2 separate regions of the Hordeum vulgare genome follow, and region 2 is linked to region 1. A link is a contact called in public Hi-C data. All regions are on one chromosome and are shown on one strand. The core of a region is the stretch at or near the end of the contact, and the rest is flanking DNA. Distances in the headings are between cores, read along the strand shown. Region 1 has its middle 15 kb from the start of LOC123397626. Region 2 holds the start of LOC123452813 (alanine aminotransferase 2-like).

Evidence for each region. A called contact is a pair of places that touch in the nucleus more often than the background predicts.
Region 2: a Hi-C map of leaf shows a contact between it and region 1, with 5 times the contacts expected there. The contact joins the promoter of LOC123452813 here to the enhancer-like site in region 1. A contact is called at or near these places in 2 of 6 Hi-C or Micro-C datasets (leaf and seedling).

The regions. Positions count from the first base shown.
Region 1 is chr5H:47,982,002-47,989,080 of MorexV3_pseudomolecules_assembly, forward strand. No RefSeq gene overlaps it. Among protein-coding and RNA genes, the nearest start is that of LOC123397626, 15 kb to the right of the region's middle. Within about 2 kb of position 4,555, at least 1 of the 3 cell types and tissues checked has open chromatin away from gene starts, as enhancers often do. A contact at or near this core is called in leaf, where this site is marked.
Region 2 is chr5H:48,492,071-48,499,175 of MorexV3_pseudomolecules_assembly, forward strand. It overlaps LOC123452813 (alanine aminotransferase 2-like), which reads right to left and starts at 1,803. Exons shown (of 15, transcript XM_045129535.1): 1 at 1,600-1,803; 2 at 1,448-1,498; 3 at 1,181-1,231; 4 at 922-987; 5 at 783-844; 6 at 623-701; 7 at 450-554; 8 at 1-86. The coding sequence starts at 1,650.

The sequences.
Region 1 (7,079 bases), core at 3,305-5,804:
TGAGCTGAGAAAGAATTTTTTGATATATTTGCTCGACTATCATGCGAATGAAGCTGAAGACAACATCCCGTATGATATACGACAAATTTTCAAGTGCCTCAAGTCGGGAGTTAGTAATCCGGATAATAAAAGTGGACCCGTCTCTACACACCTGTAGTCAAACTGTATGTTTTATCGAAATTTATTTGTTCAACTTCATGAATTTGTTTATTGTATTTTGCTATGTTGTGGCTATATATTTATAACATGAATTTTATGTTGCAATATGTTTTGGCGAAAAAAAAATTTAATCTCTGTTATATGTAAACCCGTGTGTTACGACGGGTAAAAAAATACTACAAGGTTTTTTACTGACATTTCCACTCCAAGCGCAAGCAACTCAATCCAGAGGCGATTACAATTTTTCACCCCCAGATGATGATTTTGTAGAAATCTCGTTTACTTTATACAAAAACTCCATGTATTGGACTTCTTTCCGTCGTCCTCTGAGCACACAAAACTAACAACAATCTCCAATCTGCACTTCTCCAGTATTAGAAGCTTTACAAAAAACACAACAGAAGCAACTCCAGTTGCAAGCTTTTACATACTCTTGTGAGGTTATTCAGCAGTTGACCATTGTACTGAAACATGTGCAGCTTTACCATTCGATCTGCTTCAAATATCTGTAGCAACACATGAAGGTACAGGATCACTAAGAGTTTCAATATCATCATCAACCGACTCGGTGTACTGCAAGGCAGCTAGCTCAGATACATTACTGCTCCCAGTGACTACTGGTTTCCTCTGCATAAATCATATCAAGCCAGTAAGCAGGGTTCAGTTACCTCGTTCAACCATAATTCAAAAAAGATAAAATCATACAACTCACCTCAATAAAGAAGATACAAGTTCAAAGCAGCATCTGAGGGAGTGCTACTCACCTCGTGGCCGGAATCCAGATCTTTGACTGTCTCTTTCGTGTCCTCAGATTCACCATCTTTTGGTTCCTTATCCTTGAGGAAAACTGAAGAATAAGAGGCATCAGTTGATAAAGATCCAATTCCATTTTATCCAAGGAAGTGACAGTACAGATTCGATGAACATATATATAGCTGTACTGTCTAATAATCAATAAAGCAAGGTTATTGAACTTTTTTCCCTTGTTTACACTTTGAATAGCACTGTCACTATTTTCATAGCACTCTTTCTATTTCTGATTTTAGATCCTGTAAACATATAGGACACTATCTTAGCCACCTTATTTAATAAGTGCACTATGAGTGAGTGCAGATTGTTCTATGCAGAACCACTCACTTTAGATCTAAATATTTTCTAAGCAAGGCACATATCAAATAACAGCAATAACAGGGACCTATTTTCAGAAAGTTATTTTCACGGGCATTTACCTTTTTCCCTTCCAGCGTCTATAGGCAGTTCCTGGGGCTGAGGAGCCTCCATGAAGCTGATGTCACTACGAGAGGAAGCAGAGCTGGAATTACCATGATTTGAGATACTTGTTTCTTCAGTATCAACCTCATATGGAGAGATGGAATTAATTGCCTTTTCATCTTCTGGCTTGAAAGACCCTTCTTGAAGACCAAGGAAACTTGTGTCAGTCTGTACGGTATGCACAGAACCTGAATCGTTAGGAAAATCATCAGCATTGTCGTCACCATCTAGAGATATTAACGTCCTCTCGAAACTGAACATGCCATCGTAAAGTATCGCAGAAGATATTAACGTCACCATGGTAATCCTTGACTTCATGAAAGTACTTTAGGCTTTTTATCTCCTTAATTCACGTATAATGTTAAGTTTTTTCCCTTCATCTAATTTCCTAATCTAAAAATCTCACCCGATCGAGCGCACGGGTATGATTGCCAATGCAATTTCGTTTTGGGATATGAAAAAGTGCTGTTCTAGGGGTTCCATGATTCTTGGCTGGCCAGCAGCTTAATTGGCGGCTGCATGCTCATCATAACCTTTAATTAGTAATTGTATGATTATGACGGATCGGTGGGACTAGGCTCGACGGCGTGCAACCAGGTCTTTCCAGCAAGATGGTTATGCATGCATGCATCAGCTATGGCACGGTCCAGAAAATAAAAAAAATAAAATTGTTAAGCATGCATGCATTAGCTACGGCACTAGCTAACAACTAGGAGCGTCCTCATCTTATGTTGACGATTTGCACGGTCAGGAAGTGTAGTTTCAGTCCACCTTTATTTTTTTTAGCAAAAGTCCCATGGCTTCAAGCATTGTAGCATGTATTCGTCTATAAAATGAAGCACGGTACATCGATTTGCATACTACACACCACAAGCACTAGGGTCGTTCTTTGCTACGATTAGCTGACATCGCCTACGGTTCAAAGGTATGTTGCATTGGAAGTACGATCATCGTATTCAGGGGAAAAGTATAGACATGTAGATGTACGTGTATATATCATAATTGCAATCAGCTCGCTAATTCTTTTGTTAACATTGTGTATGCAGATGAATGTTTTTGATCTAAACAACGGCTCGATCATTGGTATTATTTCTAATTTAATTCGCTCTTGCTCTAAACAATACATATGGCTAACGATCATTATCAAACTAACTTCCATTTCTTTAGATGTTTCTCGCGTAGTAATGTACGTTGGGCCACTTTAAACGGATTACTATGCAGTCAATGGAATGAGAGAAATAGCAATAGTCCGGGGCAATTATAAAATACTTTTTCTCTGATTTTTTGGCAAAAAACTAGATTTATACGAGGAAGATCAGAAACAAGCAGAATTCACCACTTCTATTGTTGAAGCCTTCAACATGGAGGTTGATCATGCATCCAGTAAGGCTGGTTACTTTGATTCATAATGCATTTGATTCTTCATGCATTCATATATGTTGTGGTCCTTTATTGAAACAGAAACATCCCAGCTCACATTTAAACACTGTCTGACATTGTCCGATGGCGCGGGCGATGATTTAGAAGGTAACTCTTTAGCGACGTACATATTTTTTCCAAGCGAACTGTTCTGTTGTGTCCCGATATATCTATTTATGTTTGACTCGGATGTTAGGAAGGACGGCGTCGTGACACCTCTCTCAGGGACAAGGTTAAAAGTCTGGTGATGGGGTTATAGTCCTAGGGTAGGGTCATAGGCATGCCCTGTAGGTCCTACCCAAGGACTACCCCTCACAAAGGACAAGGCCCTTAGTCAGCTCCGACTGAATTAAGGAGTCCCCATCATCCAGTCGGTAACAGGTCCTCGATCATCTAGTCGGAGACTAACATTCGGAGGATATCAAGCTAACCGACTGGATAGCACTCGGTACATCGTAACCCCCCTAGAGGGAAACGGTCATACGTTTCCAGGTGCATTTATTAGCATTTAGGGCGTACGTTACCTGTAACGTACGCATTCAATCGCCACTACTCCACCCCTGTACCGGAACCGTTGTGGAGAGCAGCGCACTCTATATAATCCACCCTCCCCCGCTGGTAGAGAGGTTAGCAACTCATTTGTATTCCATATTCCACTCGACAACAAGCTCCCTGAGCACTGAGACGTAGGGCTATTACCTCCACAGTAGAGGGGCCTGAACTCATACAACCTCGCCGTAGCTAAGGCTTTGCCCATCCTTTTCGTACCCTACACATCTACTGTCAGGCTTATACCCACGACATCTGATGTTGCATCGATAGGAGCAGTACAAAGATGTCAGTGACAAGCTACGCGAGGGCGTCGAACTGACAAAAGAATATCAAGCAAATAAACATAATAAGCCGGGTGACACATGATAAAACTTGAGGCTAGGGTGACAGAAGAGCTGATTGAAGAGCAATCGACGATGTTTAAATTTACAACTTTGCGTATGCACAAATGGGTTGCTGAAAGATCCATCGACAATGATTAAACTTAAGGCTAGGGTGGCACAAAAGGATCCTTCTTCGCCCTGGTTGCCGCGCGGAGCTTCATAATTTAGACATATAGTGTGCCCATTTTTATTCTCTTTTTTAGGTCAATCCATCTTAATTCTTTAAGATATTTTGTGAGCAACTTTAATTTTTTTAACTTTGTCACTGGATTTACTCCCTTAATTAGATGCATATTTTGTTAGAGACGCAACCTTTGGATAAAAGAGTCCGGGGCCACATCCCTTTTTTAATCGACTCAAGTATAATGCTTACGCTGAAAAAATAAAAATAAAAAATACTCGTCCTTATGTTACTTGCCCCGGACGAGACCCAAATCCGTTGGCCACCGCATGCCGATTCGCGGGTGGTCCGCCGCTACAGGTGATCTGCTTCCCCGTCCGTGCGTTCCTCTTCCTCTCCCCACCGATTTTTGCTCCTACGAGAGATTCCCAAATTCCAATCAACAGGATGTGTAACGGCAAGCCAGGCACAGCATCCGCAGGTCCACACCAGCCGCCGGCGCCTTCCGGCCGTCGAGCACCGCATCCGGGGGCAACTACCGAGCACCGCGTCCGCAGTCCGCTGCCGAGCACCGTATCCGCAGTCCGCGCGTCGACACCGGCCACTGGGGCCGCCGGACACCGCGTCTGGACGTCCACTCCAGCCTCCGTCAGGCATCATTTTTGTCGACAGTGGAAGGCTCTTGCCATGGCCCCGGGTATGTCTCGATCGCTGGTACAGGGGACGTGGCACTGTTTCCCGTTCCCAGCAACTATTCCCCACTCCCTCTACCACCCTCGCGCCGATGTCACCTATGGCAACTGACGAGTGACGTCCATATCCTGGCAACTGCTGGTCAGCTCAGATCGTGCACAATGATTCACCTGTTGCAGTTATCTGCGACCCCGCATGATAAAAAGAAGCACAGGAATCCCTTGTCTCAATTTTGTCCCCCATTCTCCTCTTTCTCATACTCCCTGGGTCACCTCCTGCCGTCTTCATCTCAGTGCCAGTAGCAGCATTCGGGAGTGGAGCGGACGACGGCTTCGTGCCTGCCGTTGGTGCGTGCTGACGGGCGGTGGCGGTCGACGTGATTCGGCTGGGTCCTGGGTGCGCGGGACACCGTGTGTGGCGCCTCTTCAGCACCCTCGCCCCCCACGCTCGCCCCGCGCCGCGCCAGTCGCCGCCCGCTCGGCCGCCGCTCGATCAATTGGACCAGTCAGGTAGAGTCCCGCACCTTGATAATGAATTATGTTGCCTCTCAGGGGGTGCTGCTGTTGATCCCTTACAGGTCATAGTCATGATTACGATGATATGTCTGAATTCAACATATTGTCTGTCATGTATTCGGCTCATTACATATGCCATTTAACTCATAAAAGGAATTGAAACTACATCGGAATGAGCTGTGCTAAATAACATGCAGGTTATTTTGCATGTGATGATTAATGTGCACATGTCTTTCGGTTCCACTGTAATGTGTGGAGGACAATGGTTGATGTGAATCAAGTAATTGGCATTGAATTATAATAGCAAAAGAGCCCGTGCGTTGCAACGGAAGAGAAATAACACACGTTCCGCAATATATTTTCACATGGCATCACATTTGTGTTGCCGACGATGACTTTAGTGCTCACACAACGAAAACGTGATTGAATTTACAGGCACTCGGAATAAGATGAAAAATATGTTTTTCTCCCGACAAGGTTTTCCGAAGGTGAGCATGTGTGGCTAACGATGTTTTCTTTCCTCTAAATTTGCTTTTAATTTAATGGATGTTTATTGCAATTCGTATCGGCGCCGGAAAGAGAGAAAAAAAAGGACCGTACACTACAGATTAAGTTTGCACCGAAAATAATATTTAAGAACTATTCAACAGCTAAAAGTAACATCCTCTTTAGATTCTACATATTTTTTTAATCAAATTTCATATATAACATGTTAAAATCGGAGTTATGGTTTAAAAGATATGGATAATTTTGTTTTAGATAAAATTTGGATTGATTAACTGAAAAGTTAGAGTTTTTTATAAATACGTAGGACGGGTTGATTACTTGAAACATCAGGGGGTTTTCTAAACAATGCAAAAAACGATTCGTTTTCTGACTTAAATCCGGACTGCGGGTTGATTTCAGGAAATGTCGGGGGATTTTATTTGTAAAAGTGGCACGACGAAACGTTTTCCTCACTTAAGGAGGGATTGCGGGTTGATTAACTGAAAACGGAGAGACTTTTTCACAAAAATGCCACGACGGACGACCAGAAACCGTATTTGCTTTATTATTAGGGAGAGAGTTGAGTTTCATGCACCGACCAACCCTGTTAGGCAATGCATGCAGTTAATTCATATTAGGGCAAATCCTTGGCCTAACATGTGGATTAGAATGGTGAGGTTCTCTTAGGAGTTAGGACACAAGTTCAGGTCAATCATCTTGCAAAATGCGCTAAGGTTGCGAGTGCATGCCTATTCTAATCACACCAGCACCACTCCTTTAATAATAAAATGAGCATGTAGAGTCTATATACTCGTGACCTTATGCTCTGATGCAATTCTTTCATGTGCCAACCAACATCATTAAGAGCTTATGCTGCCAGGCAAGGTAATTAATTATAGACTCCACGTTTGTGCACTTATTACGTAACAAGGCAATTTCATCTTAGGCGTGATTGTTTATCTCTTACAAGGTAATAGCCAGTGCGTTGCAATGGGGGCACAAATGTTTTGTACGCCATCACTGTGATTTACCTGCCATTTTACTGTTATATGTGTCTACGTACCAAAAATGGGCTCTTGTTGCCAATCGGATCAGTACTTGTTGGCTTAGCCAACCAACATGATTCTATTTGGTAAGTCATAAGATGTGGGGCAGTTGAGGCGGTTTTGAAGTAATACCGGCCGGAGAGAAAAAAAAGGCAAAACTGGAAACGGAGGAGGTGGGGTCAGGAGCAAGAGGGTGGAGGAAAAAGGGAACAGAGACAGAACCATACATACATTTTAAGTAGGGGGAGAGAGATATCTTGATTAGCTGGAACGGACCGAAATTAATACTTGCTTATTAATGCAATGGAGATGGGATCTAGCTGAATATCCTGATGGTTTTAGGGCTGTAGAACGGGTATATAGAAAAAAACGGTTGCCTAAGAAATAATTTTCATTTTAGCCGAGTAGACTCCAAGTTACATGCAAGATATTG
Region 2 (7,105 bases), core at 553-3,052, 510 kb after region 1:
GAGCTTGTGTACAGAAAGTGTGATGGAATTGGGCAAAGGATGCCGTCTTTTTCATCTCGTATCAATAGGTGCATTACCATATGAACCTGTTTGGAAATCGAACAAACAACTCGATTGTCAAGAATAACATCCGAAAAAAAGGAAAGGGAGAGATAAAAATAACTTGAATCTTGGATGTTTAGTGACATTGATCATGTTATCATGGCATAGTAGGTGCTTTAAGTCAATCATCATAATAGTGATAAGAACGAGGTTCATAAAAAAAGTAGTGCTAATGACTAAAGTGCAGAAGGAGCTTCCACAAAGTAGTTTGACAGCGTATGAGATATAACACTGTCAGGATGCCCAGCAGTAGCAGAGGAGCACAATATCTCCAACTATTATTCAGAGTGTTATGCATAAGATGGTGGACGAAGGAATTGCTCCGCATATGGTGGATCAAATAGTACCGGCGCGGATGCTCCATCTGTCAGGAAAATGTCCTCCGCATTGCATGGGAAAGCATCACGAGTGGCTATTCCAGCAGCAATTGCATTTCGCAACCCTTCAGTACCCTAGAGGTGAAAAGTGTCAGGTCTCATTTCTGCATTTGTGAAAATAGGTTCAGGGTTCCCGATCTTGCCTGACAGTGGCTGTATCCTCCCATTGCTCTCCCAGGAATGAGGTCTAATATCTCTCTTGCCCTTGTTATTGCATCAGAACTGCAACAGAAAACAATCGAGTTGAACTACCGCTTATGAATATGAATGCATCTTGCCCATATGATGCGTGGTGTTAATTACCTGAATATGGAACTAGTTACACTGCAGTTTAGAAGATGCGGGTAATCACACAAGGCAAGAACCTGGAAGACAAGAAAGCATCAGAGCATGGAGAAACGAGAATGTTAATACAAGAGTTCATATGGAGCAAATCGCCAACCTCACGGAAGAACTTAATTGGCTGTTGTCCGAGGTAATGTGGATTGCTAAGGTTGCAATAGATTATCTGCCGGAAGAAATGGAAAAATTAATCACAGTAAAACGATAAAAAAAATGGTAGGAACACTAACAGAAGTAGATGATATTTGGGGAAAGTTTCAGTGGAAGATGATATTGAATTGTTTTTCAATGATGTGATGAGGTCCACAGGAATGTTCAGTTTGTTTTGCAATAACGTGATGGGATTCACAGGAACATACCTCATTGAAAGGGTATACACCTGGATTTGTTTCTAGCTCTTTCTGCATGCGCTGGACACCTCACCAAGGAACAGAAGAGAGGATCACTTGATTTGCATGATCTGCCAAAGCTAGGTGCAAAATACTACTACAGTAGTAGAGTGGCAATTTAACATGGCTCTGTCTCGTGTACAGCGGCTCAGACACACACATATACGGATACAGCAGCTTCCGTTTCTCTCTCAGGGATTTGAATGTCTTGGAAAATAGCGATTTTGGGGATGATACCTGCGCGCGGCGGGCCACGGCGCCCCCGAGGTGATCCGAGAGCGCCAGCACCTGCAAAACCAACCAGCCACCAGCAGCAGCATTGGACTTGGAGCACGGAAGCTGCTGTGGGTTGTGGATCGGACGGCGGCAGAGGCCTGCTACGTACGTACCTTTGGGTTGAGGGAGTCGACGGTGAGGGCGCGCGCGGAGGCGGGAGACATCGCCGCGACGACGGCGGGCGGGGGATCAAGCGGCGGCCTGGGAGGAGTGGGTGGCAGGCTTGGTTTGTTGGTTCTTGGTTGGCTGCCCAAGCCACAGTCCAAAGCTGCTTCACGTCACGTGGTACAGGAGTTGCTGTCGGAAACAAAAGCAATTCTGCAACTCCATTATTGTTCTTGTCGCTGTTGCATCAGAACTGCCATGCCATCTCGCGAGTCGGGGCGTACGTAGTACTTCTTCGCCGCGAAAGCCCGGGAGTATCCCCGGCGATTCGGCAAAATTACAGCGGAGCCGCCATCGAAGCCGATCCAACGGCTCTGCTCGCTCCATGCTAGCTCAAGGGGAGGCGCTCTGACCGTTGGATGCGTCCATTTACTGTTTGCCGTTCGTAAACGTCTCTCCTGGTTACTTTTACCGCCAATATCAGGAGTTAAACCGAGACTCTTTTCTGAAACTAGTAGTAAGTGTAAATGCACGTCTCGATTAATATATAAATATATGTTAACATTGACATGAATAAAAATATAGTTTGATTGCATTAAATATATTACAATTCAAAACAACATTTTCAAGTAGCATCACATGCATAGAGAAAAAAAAATACACTATTATCTTAGTATTTTCTATGGTAAACCTTTTCAGCCGACGTGGAGCGGTCTCATCCACTCGCTCGTGGCTACAGGGCCTACCACGTTATCTCTTTCCTCATCCCCGGGTCCTTCTCTTTCCTTTTTGCCAACCTCCCGGTTGCCATGGGAAATCCTACCCCAACGATCTCCTCCAGCGAGCACCCTCGAAGCCTACCACCGAACCATTGTCCTCCCCTCGATTTCCCCTCTCTCAACTGCTCTATGGCGACCGGAGCTGCAACGCGCATGGCCCGCTAAGTCGCATCCATGGCCGAAGGCGTAATTTACTACATGCTTCAACCGGCATCGAAATTTGATACAACCGACACCGCATTTTGCTACCACCGGTGTCGCATTTGGCTACATCGCACATGGCGTCGCGGCTTTTGCTACAATCGGTGTTTCATTTTGCTACAACCGGCATAACGTTTTGCTACATCCATCACGGCTGAGCTGCGACCCGTGACGGCAGAACCATGCTCGCGTTTGTTGCAATCGTTGATAGAAAAAGCTTCAACAATATATAAAAATGTTTCAACCGGCATAACGTTTTCCTACATCCATCACGGCTGAGCTGCGACCCGTGACGGCGGAACTGCTGGGGAACGTCGCATGGGAAACAAAATTTTCCTATGCGCACGAAGACCTATCATGGTGATGTCCATCTACGAGAGGGGATGAGTGATCTACGTACCCTTGTAGATCGTACAGAAGAAGCGTTAGTGAACGCGGTTGATGTAGTGGAACGTCCTCGCGTCCCTCGATCCGCCCCGCGAACAATCCCGCGATCAGTCCCACGATCTAGTACCGAACGGACGGCACCTCCGCGTTCAGCACACGTACAACTCGACGATGATCTCGGCCTTCTTGATCCAGCAAGAGAGTCGGAGAGGTAGAAGAGTTCTCCGGCAGCGTGACGGCGCTCCGGAGGTTGGTGATGACCTTGTCTCAGCAGGGCTCCGCCCGAGCTCCGCAGAAACGCGATCTAGAGGAAAAACCGTGGAGGTATGTGATCGGGCTGCCGTGGAAAAGTCGTCTCAAATCAGCCCTAAAACCTCCGTATATATAGGTGGGAGGGAGGGAGCCTTGCCTTGGGGCTCAAGGAGCCCCAAGGGGGTCGGCCGAGTCCAAGGGGGGAAGGCTCCCCCCCCAAACCGAGTTGGACTTGGTTTGGTGGGTGGGAGTCCTTCCCTTCCTTCCCACCTCCCTTTTTTTTTCTTTCTCTTTGATTTTTATCTCTATGGCGCATAGGGCCCTTTTGGGCTGTCCCACCAGCCCACTAAGGGCTGGTGCGCCACCCTTATGGCCTATGGGCTTCCCCGGGGTGGGTTGGCCCCCCGGTGAACTCCCGGAACCCATTCGTCATTCCCGGTACATTCCCGGTAACTCCGAAAACCTTCCGGTAATCAAATGAGGTCATCCTATATATCAATCTTCGTTTCTGGACCATTCCGGAAACCCTCGTGACGTCTGTGATCTCATCCGGGACTCCGAACAACATTCGGTAACCAACCATATAACTCAAATACGCATAAAACAACGTCGAACCTTAAGTGTGCAGACCCTGCGGGTTCGAGAACTATGTAGACATGACCCGAGAGACTCCTCGGTCAATATCCAATAGCAGGACCTGGATGCCCATATTGGATCCTACATATTCTACGAATATCTTATCGTTTGAACCTCAGTGTCAAGGATTCATATAATCCCGTATGTCATTCCCTTTGTCCTTCGGTATGTTACTTGCCCGAGATTCGATCGTCAGTATCCGCATACCTATTTCAATCTCGTTTACCGGCAAGTCTCTTTACTCGTTCCGTAATACAAGATCCCGCAACTTACACTAAGTTACATTGCTTGCAAGGCTTGTGTGTGATGTTGTATTACCGAGTGGGCCCCGAGATACCTCTCCGTCACACGGAGTGACAAATCCCAGTCTTGATCCATACTAACTCAACTAACACCTTCGGAGATACCTGTAGAGCATCTTTATAGTCACCCAGTTACGTTGCGACGTTTGATACACACAAAGCATTCCTCCGGTGTCAGTGAGTTATATGATCTCATGGTCATAGGAATAAATACTTGACACGCAGAAAACAGTAGCAACAAAATGACACGATCAACATGCTACGTCTATTAGTTTGGGTCTAGTCCATCACGTGATTCTCCCAATGACGTGATCCAGTTATCAAGCAACAACACTTTGTTCATAATCAGAAGACACCGACTATCTTTGATCAACTGGCTAGCCAACTAGAGGCTTGCTAGGGACGGTGTTTTGTCTATGTATCCACACATGTAAATGAGTCTTCATTCAATACAATTATAGCATGGATAATAAACGATTATCTTGATACAGGAATTATAATAATAACTATATTTATTATTGCCTCTAGGGCATAATTCCAACAGTCTCCCACTTGCACTAGAGTCAATAATCTAGCCCTCACATCATCATGTGAATTACATTGTTATAAATCTAACACCCATACAGTTCTGGTGTTGATCATGCTTTGGCCGTGGAAGAGGTTTAGTCAGCGGGTCTGCTACATTCAGATCCGTGTGCACTTTGCATATATTTACGTCCTCTCCCTCGACGTAGTCGCGGATGAGGTTGAAGTGTCGTTTGATGTGTCTGGTCTTCTTGTGAAACCGTGGTTCCTTTGCTAAGGCAATGGCACCCGTGTTATCACATAACAAGGTTATTGGATTCAGTGCGCTTGGCACCACTCCAAGATCCGTCATGAACTGCTTCATCCAGACACCCTCCTTAGCCGCCTCCGAGGCAGCCATGTACTCCGCTTCACATGTAGAATCTGCTACGACGCTTTGCTTGGAACTGCACCAGCTTACCGCACCCCCATTAAGAATAAATACGTATCCGGTTTGTGTCAAAGCTTGCATCGACGTAACCTTTTACGGCGAGCTCTTCGTCACCTCCATACACGAGAAACATCTCCTTAGTCCTTTTCAGGTACTTCAGGATATTCTTGACCGCTGTCCAGTGATCCACTCCTGGATTACTCTGGAACCTACCTGCCATACTTATGGCCAGGCTAACATCCGGTCTAGTGCACATCATCGCATACATGATAGAACCTATGGCTGAAGCATAGGGGACGGAGCGCATATGCTCTCTATCTTCATCAGTTGCTGGGCACTGAGTCTTACTCAATCTCGTACCTTGTAAAATTGGCAAGAACCCTTTCTTGGACTATTCCATTTTGAACCTCTTCAAAACTTTATCAAGGTATGTGCTTTGTGAAAGTCCTATCAGGCGTTTTGATCTATCCCTATAGATCTTAATGCCTAGAATGTAAGCAGCTTCTCCTAGGTCCTTCATAGAGAAACTTTTATTCAAGTAACCTTTTATGCTCTCCAAAAACTCTACTTTGTTTCCAATCAGTAATATGTCATCCACATATAATATTAGAAACGCCACAGAGCTCCCACTCACTTTCTTGTAAATACAAGATTCTCCAACCACTTGTATAAACCCAAATGCTTTGATCACCTCATCAAAACGTTTGTTCCAACTCCGAGATGCTTGCACCAGTCCATAAATGGATCGCTGGAGCTTGCACACCTTGTTAGCATTATTAGGATCGACAAAACCTTCGGGTTGTATCATATACAATTCTTCCTTAAGGAAACCGTTAAGGAACGCCGTTTTGACATCCATCTGCCAGATTTCATAATCGAAAAATGCAGCTATTGCTAACATGATTCTGACGGACTTAAGCATCGCTACGGGAGAGAAAGTCTCATCGTAGTCAACTCCTTGAACTTGTGAAAAACCCTTTGCCACAAGTCGAGCTTTATAAACGGTCACATTGCCGTCAGCGTCCGTCTTCCTCTTAAAGATCCATTTGTTCTGAATGGCCTTGCGGCCCTCAGGTAGTACCTCCAAAGTCCACACTTTGTTCTCATACATGGATCCTATCTCGGACTTCATGGCTTCCATCCATTTGTTGGAATCTGGGCCCACCATTGCTTCTTCATAATTCGCAGGTTCATTGTTGTCTAACAACATGATTGATAAGACGGGATTACCGTACCACTCTGGAGCAGCACGTGGTCTCGTCGACCTGCGTGGTTCGACAGAAACTTGAACTGGAGTTTCATGATCATCATCATTAACTTCCTCCTCAACCGGCGTCGCAATGACAGAGGTTTCCCCTTGCCCTGCGCCACCATCCAGAGGGACGAGAGGTTCGACAACCTCGTCAAGTTCTATCTTCCTCCCACTCAATTCTCTCGAGAGAAACTCCTTCTCGAGAAAAGCTCCTTTTTTAGCAACAAACACTTTGCCCTCGGATTTGAGATAGAAGGTGTACCCAACTGTCTCTTTTGGGTAACCTATGAAGACGCACTTTTCCGCTTTGGGTTCCAGCTTTTCAGGCTGAAGCTTTTTGACATAAGCATCACATCCCCAAACTTTAAGAAACGACAACTTTGGCCTTTTGCCATACCACAGTTCATATGGTGTCGTCTCAACGGATTTTGATGGTGCCCTATTTAAAGTGAATGCATCTGTTTCTAATGCATAACCCGAAAATGATAACGGCAAATCAGTAAGAGACATCATAGATCGCACCATCTCTAATAGAGTACGATTACGACGTTCGGACACACCATTACGCTGTGGTGTTCCAGGCGGTGTTAACTATGAAACAATTCCACATTGTCTTAAGTGAGTACCAAACTCGAAACTCAGATATTCACCCCCACGATCAGACCGCAGGAACTTGATCTTCTTGTTACGATGATTTTCCACTTCACTCTGAAATTGCTTGAACTTTTCAAATGTTTCAGACTTGTGCTT